Regions from separate parts of the Mus musculus genome. Here region 2 is linked to region 1. A link is a contact called in public HiChIP or PLAC-seq data. All regions are on one chromosome and are shown on one strand. Each heading gives the region's core, a stretch centred on a gene start, on an enhancer-like site or on the middle of the called end of the contact. The rest is flanking DNA. Distances are from core to core; before and after follow the strand shown. Region 1 holds the start of C330026H20Rik (RIKEN cDNA C330026H20 gene). Region 2 holds the start of Slit1 (slit guidance ligand 1).

Region 1 (5,424 bases), core at 1,910-4,409:
GAACTGACTTCAGCAAATTGTCCTCTGACCTCTAAATGTGTGTGCATATGCACACCCCCACACATGTGAACACACATACACACAAGCACTCATGCATACACACGCTAAATAAATCAAAAAGAAAAAAGAAAAATCAATAGAAGCCACACAATGAAGAGAGTGCATAATATGTCCTGCCAATAAATCCATGCAGTCATAGAAACTACCTTTTTAAAAAATGTTTTTCCATTAAAAGAAGACATTTGGGCTTGGTGCTAACTTTAGCTTAACTACCCACCTCCTTCTCACTCTTTGATTCTCTCCTATGCTCTTGACCAATCTTCTCTCTTCGATTTCTCTCTCTCTCTCTCTCTCTCTCACTTCCTCTAACTAAGCAGTGTCACATGGTGAGAATGTTCCCAAACCGACTTAACTATAGTTAACTAAAGTGATTTTTTTTCCTTTCAAAACTACCTATTTTCTGCTGTTTACTTGATATACTTTGTTATACTTTGAGTGTGTACATTATTAGCATGATACAGCAATTTTCCCTGTAAATATTGATTTATATTTCTCTTTTTATTTTCTTGATTTTTTTTAACTTTCATATTTATTTTATTGTTTTGGTTGTGTGTGTGTCTGTTGTATGTACACATGAGTGAGGTACCCGAGGAGCCCAGAAGAGGGTGCCAGATCCTCTGAAGCTGGAGTTAAGGTGGTTGGGAGCTTGCGAGGAAACAGGCAAGAATGATATATGCTGCTAACCACTGAGCCATCTTTCCAGACCCTCTGTATTAGTCAGGGTTCTCTAGAGTCACAGAACTTATAGATAGTCTCTATATAGTAAAGGAATTTATTGTGATGAAGAGCAATGTGGAAGTGTAAGCCGAATAAACCCTTTTGTCCCCAACTTGCTTCTTGGTCATGATGCTTGTGCAGGAATAGAAACCCTGACTAAGACACCCTCTTTTCTTATTTTCTTTTTAAAACCATGTTTTATTTTACTTGTTGAGACACAGTTTTGCTATGTAGCCTTGGCTGGCCCAGAACTTGTGATCTTCTGGCCCCAGTCTCTTGAGTGCTGGGATTATATGCATGTGTCACCAGCCTGGTTCTAATGTTCTTTTCATTCTTTTTCTTTTCTTCTTTTCTATTCTCTTCTGGTCTCTCCTCTTCTCCTCTCCTCCCCTCCCCTCCTGTTTCCTTCCTTCCTTAGTTTCTTTCTTATGTTTGTCTTACTGTTTGAGAAAGTATTTCATCATATAGCCCTAAGCAGGTCAGGCTTTCTTTGAATTTACAGAGATCTGCCTTTCTTTCCTGAAGACTGGGAATAAAAATATGCCCCACCATACCTGGCTTCTGAGCATTATCTGTTATCTAGTGAGCAGAACTGACTACATACCTTTTAGAGCTCAGTGCTAAATAGCACATGAGGCCCCTTGTTCATCAGAACATGGATCCAGTGTGAGCCGCCTGAGTGTGGGGCACTGGGTGACTATGCAGGTTACCTCCCACCTCAGCCAGGGTATAACACTAACCTTGAGTGGACATTTCTCCAGCTCTAAGCTGAAATAAAATTAATGACAATTTGCATAGCAAATAAAATAATACAAACCCTCTCCAAAAAAAGTGTAAACACCCCCTGTCGTGGTTTTTAATTCTTTCCCCAAGGGTTTACTTATTGTTGATAACTGTCCCAGAGAAAATGTTGTTTGTCACAGCACCTGGACCAACTGCTGGGGTGTTTTGGGTGACCAGTTTTCAAAGTTTTATAACTTAATAAAATATATTAAAATGTGCTAACCATGGAAGAATGTTGATGTCAATTTCTCCTGGGGATCCGGGGCTTTACAATAAAGAATGTGGAGATGCTCTGTGCCTTTGGAACTGAGTGATATTTACCAACAAGTAACTTAACTGGTGGCTGCATTGATGGGACCAGTGATAGAGCCAGGCCCACAGCTCAGGAACTCTGAAGAACAGGTTTCTCAGGTTCCAACAAATTAAACCACTGTGACATTGTTCATCAGCTGCCCTGTAGCTTCTCTTTGTCCTGGTCCTAAGAATCTTCTCCTTAAGCCACCCTCTAGTGTGCTCACATTGTATCCAGTGTGCTCACCTTGTATCCAGTGTGCTCATGTTGTATCCAGTGTGTTCACATTGTATCCAGTGTGCTCACCTTGTATCCAGTGTGCTCACCTTGTATCCAGTGTGCTCACATTGTATCCAGTGTGCTCACTTGTATCCAGTGTGCTCACCTTGTATCCAGTGTGCTCACATTGTATCCAGTGAGCTCACCTTGTATCCAGTGTGCTCACATTGTATCCAGTGTGCTCACATTGTATCCAGTGAGCTCACCTTGTATCCAGTGTGCTCACATTGTATCCAGTGTGCTCACTTGTATCCAGTGTGCTCATGTTGTATCCAGTGTGCTCACCTTGTATCCAGTGTGCTTTCTGCATTATGTCCTCCTGGACATGGTACCTTCCCTTTGGGATAATAGAGTGACTGTCCCCCGGTCCTTTCTGCCTAAGTTGACAAGATCTTAGCATTTTCCTGTTGGTCAATGGGGATGGGGAAGAGTGATGTCCCATTTGGCTGCATGTCCCCAACAGGATGGGTTACAGGCACAGTTCATTGCATTCCCTGGGGGCAAGTATGAGCTGCCAGGAACCCCCTGCAAAGACTTGCAAGAACACAAGAAATGTTATTTTCACAATCCCTGGCATGAAGTGAGCTTGAGTGAGTTCCGGCAGGAGGGATCTCGTGCTCTGACCACCGCACTGCATGGTTCTTGCCATTGCTCTATACTGCCAGCAAACTGCTATGAATCATAGAACAGAACAGAGCAGTGGTGGCGCACACCTTTAATCCCAACACTTGGGAGGCAGAGGTAGACAGATCCCTGTGAGTTCGAGGCCAGCCTAGTCTACAGAGTGAGTTCCAGGACAGCCAGGGCTACACAGAGAAACTGTCTCAAAACAAAACAAAACGAAATAAAAAATGAAATCAGTCCTGGAAAACTACCATATGAAACTGTGAGCATCACTCTAGTTTTTACCCTCTGCCAGGCAGATGACATTAACCTTCCTGTCACTGCCTTCCCTCCTCCTACCTCCCAGAGCTGATGCTCTCTAAAAGGATAAAACTAAAAACAGACCCAGGATTCTTACCAGCAAGGTAAAAAAAAAAAAAAAAAAAAAAAAGGCAGACCAGCTCAAACATTTAAATATTCAAAAATCTGAGTTATGTTGCCTACAACGACCAGCCCCCCCCAGCACCCCTCCCCCCACACACTTAGTTTATAAAGCTCTTTCACAGCCACTAATACAGTTGAGCGACAAACCACATTATGGTAAGGTTGTTGGCATTTTGCCTAGGCTCCGCCCACAGTTACCTGGCAATAGCCAGGTGTGTCTGTCTCACTATAAAGGAGCTGCTTGCCCCCTCCTCTCTCTCTTGCTCTTTTGCTCCTGCTCTGTCCCCTTCCCCACACCCGACTACACCTCCACCAAGCACATTCCTTCTCTCCTTGTCTTTTTATAAAACACAACAACGGTGGCTAATATTTCTTTGCACAGAAGAAAACCCAGGGCTCAGAGCAGTTGTGTGTCTTGCTCACAATGACTGAACGGGAGAATAGGGGGAGGGGCTTTCTGATTTGGGGGCCTGTTCTTTCCACTCTCCCACGCAGCTATTTATTGAAATGTAGCTTCGGTTCAATGTACATTTGTCTCTCCTTTTTCCAAACAACAGAGGCACAAACGGGGCTACAAGCTCAGCTGAAGTTCTGAGCCCACAGAGCTTTCTGCTGCCAAATTTAGAAGCCATTGCCCCATGCGGATTCTTTCCAATCTAAGGAGGTTTCAGGTCAGGGGAGAAAATACAGATTCTTTGATAAAAGACTCTAGGACAACTCAGAAGCTATTGAAAGAAGAGAAACTTTGGTCCAATATCATATTTCATCCGTAAAAATAGATTTCAGGGGGTTGACGATTTAAATATGAAAATAAAACCATAAAAAAACCCCAAGAAGTAATGTAAGATTTCTGCTCCTGTTTATAATCTCTGAATGGAAAAGGATTGCATGTGATAGAAAGCCTAGGCACCATAAAATGTCCCTAAAGTGTCACTGCTAGCCAAAGAAGGGCTAGGGACATGGTGTAAAGGGTTAGAGCGCTTACTGTGGAAGCAGGAAGGCCTGAGTTTAGACCCCAAAACGTGTGCACCTATAACCCCAGCGCTGGTCGGGGGAGGGGAGGCATAGACAGGAGGATGTCAGAGGCTTGCTGGCCAGATAGTCAGCTGAAATAGTGTCCAGTCTCAATGAGAGACCTGTCTCAAAAAATACAGTGATAGAGGAAGCCATCTGATGTTGACTTCTGCTGTGTATATGTGTGTGCATGCACGTGTGTGTGTATACGTGTGTACACCTGTGAGTGTGTATTATATGTGTGTATATATAAAACAGTCTTCACATCAGCCATATAAGGTAGACAACCCACATACATTTAAAAGAAATAAGTTGTGCATGTGTGCTTGTGTGTGTGTACCTGTGTGTGCATGCACATGTGCGTGTGTTTCAATGCATGCACACATTGTTGTGTTTTATAAAAAAGAAAGGAAGAGCCAGGATTTGTTTGGTAGAGGCACAGTATGGTGAGGTGGAAGGGGGGTGCCTCTGCGGGCCCACACTGAGGTGCCAGTCATAGGAAGCATATAGACTAGAGTTTATTTAGGACATGGGGAGGGGAGTTGAGGGGGTAGAGGCAAAGGGAGAGGGGTGGTGGTGGGCGGAACAAGTGGAGAGGGTGGGGGAAGAGGAATGAGGAGAGGACAGGATAGGAGACTAAGAGTGAGAAGTGGGCAAACAGCCCCTTTTATAGTGAGTCAGGCCTAGAAGGAAAGCTAACACACACACACACACACACACACACACACACACACACACACACACACACACACGAGGCAGAGAACGCTTTGGAGCAAAGGTTAGCAACCAAAAACACAGGAAGAAGAGCGCATTTTGTTACTGTCGTCAGGTCCAAAGGAAACTCTAATTCCTCAAGCTTGAAAAAGCAGTCCAGCTATCCACAAATGAGCTCAACCTGCACGATAAGGATTTCTGGCACATAGATAAAAGCCAGCATTCCTCAGGAACATTTGAAACCGGTTCCCATCCACCAAAAGGAGGCGTTTCCCTTACCTCTAGCAGGAGCAGGGACACCTGTGGCAACTATTACCATAACAAAGCTCATGCTGGCTTCCAGGCTCCCTCCGTATCAGCCACACCTGTTACACACCTCAGAGTCCATCCTAATCCTTCTCCCCTCCCCTAACCCCCCCCAGTTCCTGGGCTTCCCTCTTCTCAGCTACTCACTCTCTCCTTAGCCCTGCCCTCCTCCATAAGCTCTGCTCCCACTGCGTTTTCTCTAGTCTCCACTC
Region 2 (5,918 bases), core at 340-2,839, 730 kb after region 1:
TGTGTGACTAAAAATCCACTCGCACGACCCGCAGACCCCCCGGACTCACACTGCCGTGGTATCCTTAGGTGCCGGAATTTCACACCGACCACATTTGGCAGGAAAAGAGAAAATGTATCACACACGCTCCACCGTGCTCATGAGGCAGGTCTGGAAAGGGTGGAGTTACCTCAAAATCCAGAAGTACAAGAGAACAAGAGGGAAGGAAGGGTGGTTTTTATGACTTGTCACTGTCAATGTCTCCAACCTTATGTCCCAGTCCGAGCTCCTGGCCTCTAGTATCATCCCTGAGCTCGCAGTCCAGGACTCCTCTCACCCTGTAAGGGTTCCGATGTCATATTCCCCAAAACCCAAACCAAAGGCCCTCGGGTCCCATTGTCTGTCTGCCTGGGCTCAGGATGAAGACTGAAGGAGAGGGTAGGTTGCTTACACCTTCAAGGGAAGACTTATCCAGGCTCTGGGACCAAACAATGGGTAGAATAGGTGCTCAGAAACTTCTGGTCCGTGGCAGCGAGCCCTCAGAGCCCAAATCCACCTGCCCACTCAGAACCCAGCAAACCCCATGTGTCCAAAAGGAGACACCGTGCCTGGAGTCTGTGGGAAGCTGTTCTCCTAGGTGCCAGGAAGGCTCCAGGTACCCTAGAGGAATAAAGTGCTGTACAGTGGGAAGGACCTGTCACAGCGGAGAGCAGAGATCGCAAGGGGCAGGTGTGAGGAAGGGCTGAGGATGCTTCCAGGGCCCTTTGAATCTGGCACCTGCAAATGCGCTCCTGGTTTCTGGTTTCCTAAAAACCTACCAAGGCACTGACTCCTCTACTGGCGACGGAGCCCAACGGTCTAGCGCCCCCCACCCGATTCCGGTCCCTCTGATCCGTCAGGGTGGGAGAGCAACCAGGGGTCGAGGGGGTGGAGGGACTCCCAGTGGACGGGCGGATCCGTACTCACAGGCGCTCGGTGTTCCGTGGGATGTTCTTGGGGATGGCCTGCAAACCCGTGCCGTGGCAGTCCACCGTAGTGCCGGTGCAGGTGCAGAGGGCGGGGCACGCCGTGGCCCCCAGGCGCCACGCGGCTGCCCACAGCAGCAGCCACAGCTCCGGTCGGCTCAACCCCGAAGAGGACCCGCGCTGGGGCGTTAGCGCCATGGTGCCTTCGCCGTGTCCCGTTCGCGTGCCAGACGGCCGCAGCCGCTGACCATCCCCGTCCGGGGCTAGCTCCAGGTGCTATCCCCACCGAAGGACCGAAGAGCCGGTGGAATCGTGCGATGCGCCCTTGCGGATCGAGTGGTACCTAGATGCTCCCAGCGACAGCGTCTGTGCGTAGACCCAGGAAAGGCGTCTTAAGCGGAGGGCGCTCAGCTCCTCTCCCAGTGCTCGCTGCCGGCGTCTCCCTCTCCCTCCAGCTCCCAACTGACTGCTGTGAGGAGGAAAATGGGCAGGCCCCGCGCGCGCGCACACACACACACCTCGCGCGCGCGCGCACACACACACACACACATACACACTCACACCCGCACGCTCGCTCACACCCGGCAGTCATCCATCAATCGAAAAGCACACTTCCAGGGCCAGACTCCTTCCCGCCCTCCCCCCCAAGCACGGACCACCGCCCGCCTCCTCCCCACCACTTCTCTGCTGCTACAGAGGTCCAGCCGCTGGCATACAGTTTCAAAGGTGCAACCTCCCAGGCGCCAAGGGCTGCGGGGGCCCGGGGAAGGGGGCTTACAGACTGGACCTGCTCTGTAAGCTACACACACACACACACACACACACACACACACTGCAATGATGTGTACATTTAGACCAGTCACTTCAGTACCCTCAGCTACTAGGGCAGAGGAGCAAAAAGATTTTTTTTCCCTACACCTTCCCTTCCCTGGGACCACAGACTTCCCCAATGGCTGAAGAGGTCACCGGGCCCCACCAACTTCCTTTGTCAACTGTTGGTGAGGCTTCTTGTACCAGATGGCCTCTCCAAGCTGTCTTTCCTTGCCCAGCCTGGGACCTTGAGGGAAGAGACTTGAGAGAATATAAAAGCCTCAGGCCAGGTTAGTCTTCTCCCTCAACACATACTCTCCCTAAAGGCAGAACCCAACCTCTTCCGGGAACAGAAGCCAGCCAGCTGGGATGACAGGAGTCCTGACAGGACTTTGTAAGTCCGGAGGGGAGGTGTTTTCTACACAAGCCTCTCTACTGGTATACCAATAGGAAGCCACCTTGGAAATCCAGCAACTAGCCTCTCCACATCTGGCAGGTGGAAACAGAAGAAAAGGAATATTTGGTCCTCTCAAAAGGCCAGAGTGGAGAGAACACAGAACCTGTTTAGAAGAAAAAAACACCACCCAGTCAACTGGTACCTGAATAGGACCTCGGGCCTCACAGCCCCATGGGCAAGGAATTTTCTTATTCTGACAGAGTTGGGGATGTGGGTGTGAATAGGAAATCCAGTGAGGGACAGAATTCCCTCCAACCCCAGAAAAGAAAGCACCTCCCCCAAAACGGACAGCTGTGGCTCTCTGGGTCTCTAAAGAGCTGAGCTCCGGATGTGAGGGAGATCTGGCTGAGACATCTGTCATCCCATTGATCAACAGGGTTGATCTGGTGATCTGAGTGTCACTGTGGGTGTCCCCTTCCTCCTATTCCACACCATGTGCATCCCTTCCAAAGCTTTGCACTCAAAGAGAAGGACTTCCCCCCCCCCCCCCCCCCCCCCGATAAAGATGGCTCTGTCGAGCATTCCTCTGTTGGAAACTCCACGCAAGCTTTGGAGTTCGTGTTGAGCTGAGCTCCGGGAGTCAGGGCCCTATGTGCAGATAACAACTGGGCATCAGAAGTAGCTCAGATGGTCAAGAGTCAAAAGCCCCCCTAGTGGAGCTACTGCAGGGTCCCCCTTCTTGGGGGGAGGGGGGAGCAGAACCTAAGCCCAGCAATGACGGCAGTTTGTCACAGTGGTGAGATACTGAAGTCACCACACGATTAGAGGCGTGGGACTCACCTGGAACCATTGGATGCTTGGTTGTTTTCCCTCTGGATCAGACTCTTCCAGTTACTTTACCATATACTGCATAAGGCCCTGTGGTCAGCATGGCACACTTGAATGTCTGACTCCATTCAAGACAAGCCCTGGACCACACTTCTGATCAGAGCACAGTCTCTACATCCCAGCTCTATCTCTTGAAGACAAATTTGGTAACTTGGGGAGGGAGCTTTCTCTGCCAGTCCTTACAGTGTGATATCAAGAGCTTCTATCACTGGGATCTAAATATAAAAGGGCCACTTGCCTCTTTTCCCAGAAAGCCAGCCTGTCCTCTAAGGACTTTTCCCCCCCTCCCCCTCCCATCCCCCAGCACTAGGAAATCCTCACACTTTAGTGTCGTAATTGTCTATTCCTCAATAGTTGAAGCTGTTCACACTGGTGTTCCTTCCCTGACACCCCACTAGCAAAGTGCCACCCCTTTGCGTCCCTCACTTCCTCCTCTGGCACCAACCCCAGCATTTGGCACTTAGTAGGCCCATCACAGACAGTGCCCAAACTATGTACGCCTCCAACCTTCTGCTCCAGAGGTGTTCCTCTCTCCCAACCCCGTAATCTCAGAGGCTCTTAGAAGCCAGGACCCATGTGGGGAAGGGGAGAGTGTTGATTAACTGGGCGACATGCCCTGGAGTCCTCGGAGTGGCAGGGAGAACGGGGACGGGGAGGGGTGAGAGGAGGCGGGCGGGGGTGCAAGATCAACCTTGCTCATGGCTCTCGAGAGCTAGGCTCTACACTAGAAGCTTCCAGATTCGCCTGGCCAGTGAGTTCCAAGCAGGCCCTAAGCCAAGTTGTCAACGCCTGGCAAGGCCTGGCCTCTCCTTTGAAGGGAGGGGAGGAAGGAGGGCAACTCAGACCCAGGACAAAGACTCCCCAGCCAGCCCATCATGGGAGGCCCTGCCCCAGTAGCCAGGCAGCTCCCCAAGTTGGCTCCCATCCCCAGTTCCTCCACCTCAGAGCCTGGCGGGCTCCTCGCTCCTAGAGGCAGCTTACCATGAATGAACACAGCTCATTAGCGCTCCCGGCACATTTACTCATTAAACAACCGCTTGGCCAGCCACATACCCCAAGCTAACCCCCCCCCTACTTTGCTTTTTCAATTTCCTCTCCTATGCCCCTCCCTCTGGGGGTCTCCCTACCCCCTCCCTGAAGCCCGGGCCACCTGCTCCCTCTGCACGGATGAAGAGAAGCTGGCCTGGCACATTGCTTCTGGCAGGCATGCTCCACCAAGCCAGCTCAGCCTGCCGTCCAGTTACAGGCAACCCCCATAGGAAAACACAGGGTCACATCTCCCTGTCCTAGTGGAATGGTCCATGCATGTACTGAGGCCCCTCGTTATGGCAGTTGAGGGTTGTTGCCTTCTAGATAACTTTAGAGAGAGAGCCTTCCCTCCAGCTTTTATACAAAGGCCCATCTCCCCCCACCCCCAGGTCACTAGGGCGGGGAGCCCAAACTGCAAAAACAGTGATAGCATGCCTGCTTCCCAGGGTTCCATCATCACTGCTTATGAATATTGATGGCTCCAGGAAGCCCTGGGACTGGATTGCTCATCAGTGAACCTGGTCCTCAGATAGCCGCAGTCAGGAAGGAGCAGAGGGGCAGGAATGTGTGAGTACGGAACGCTTAGAGGTGGACCAGAGGGACAGGCACAGAGGCCTGAGGGCTCCCTACAGGGCAAAGCACTTCAGAAGGTCTCACAGGACAAGGAGACATTGGTTGGACAGCTGCAGAGTGTGACCCGACCCCTCAGCAAACACAGCAGCCGGGACAAGACACCAGCAGAGGGACAGCCCGAGACGCACAGTGGTGTGTGATTCTTCTTCTCGCTGTGTAGAAATACCTGACAAGGGCAACTTAAGCCCAGAAGTAGGCATGGTGGTGTGTTTTTAATCAGATGCTCCGGAATCAAAGGTAGGCCGATCTGTGAGTTCAAGCCTGGACTCCACAGCAAATTCCAGGTCAGCCAGGGCCACCTAGTGAGACTGTGTCCAAAGGGAAGAGAAAAGAAGGGCTTGTATTGGCTCGAGGTTAAAGGGAATGGACCGTCACAGGCCAGGCTCGGTGGCAGGAACATAGGGAACTGATCCTGTAATGTCAGTGATCGATCGAGAAGCCAAGAGCTAAAAGCTGGGGCTCTGCACTCTCTCTCTCTCTCTCTCTCTCTCTCTCTCTCTCTCTTCTTTACTCAGTCCGGGACCACAGCCCGTGGCGCTGACGCTGCCCGTACTCACGGTAAATCTTCCCTCCTCAGCCAAACCGCTCTGGGAACATCTTCACAGACATGCCCAGAGGTTTCTCTTCAAGGCGGCTCTAAATCCTGGCAAGTTGGTTTTGCTGACATCACAAGGATCTGGAAGAGATGAGTCACATCCCAGAGGCCCCGGGCCCAGCCATCCTCTGGTTCTGTACAGTTGCCTATGTCACCCGGCCTGTTCTCATGCTGAAACGCACGTCTGGATATGTAAGTGCTCAGACATGCACTGCCTCTGGAACGTGTTTGCTTTCAGGGAAGGGACCCAGGTGGTAACAGGACAACGTCCACATCCACTTACTTTCTGCCCTTTGGAGAGTTTATTCCATACAGTGTGATGTAACTACCATCACGCACGTGCTATTTGAAAAGTCATTTGGGAGTGCCCACTACGTATGCTGATTCCTGGGACCATAGGTCTACATTGTGGGTTTCCAAAGACTGTGGCCTACGAGCCAAGGTCTGGTGTGCTGAGGTGAGGCGTTTGAGCACTGTGGTGGTTTGAATAAGAATGCCCCCCCCCCCAATAGACTCATGTGTTTGTGTGCTTGGCCGGAAGGAAGTGGCTCTATAAGGAGATGTGACTTGGTTGGAGTGGGCGTGGCCTCATTGGAGGAAGTGTGTCACTGTGGAGACCGGC

Evidence for each region. HiChIP or PLAC-seq counts read pairs in DNA pulled down with a chosen protein or histone mark.
Region 2: a contact with region 1 is called in an H3K27ac HiChIP or PLAC-seq map of large pre-B cells, with 3 times the contacts expected there. The contact joins the promoter of Slit1 here to the promoter of C330026H20Rik in region 1. A contact is called at or near these places in 1 of 39 promoter capture datasets (hippocampal neurons) and 1 of 115 datasets of contacts at active chromatin or transcription factors (large pre-B cells).

The regions. Positions count from the first base shown.
Region 1 is chr19:41,008,519-41,013,942 of GRCm38.p6, forward strand. It overlaps C330026H20Rik (RIKEN cDNA C330026H20 gene), which reads right to left and starts at 3,160. Exons shown (of 3, transcript NR_155302.1): 1 at 1-3,160.
Region 2 is chr19:41,742,267-41,748,184 of GRCm38.p6, forward strand. Slit1 (slit guidance ligand 1) reads right to left here and starts at 1,590. Exons shown (of 37, transcript NM_015748.3): 1 at 946-1,590. The coding sequence starts at 1,142. It overlaps Gm19424 (predicted gene, 19424), which reads left to right and starts at 4,695. Exons shown (of 3, transcript NR_040320.1): 1 at 4,695-4,938; 2 at 5,279-5,918.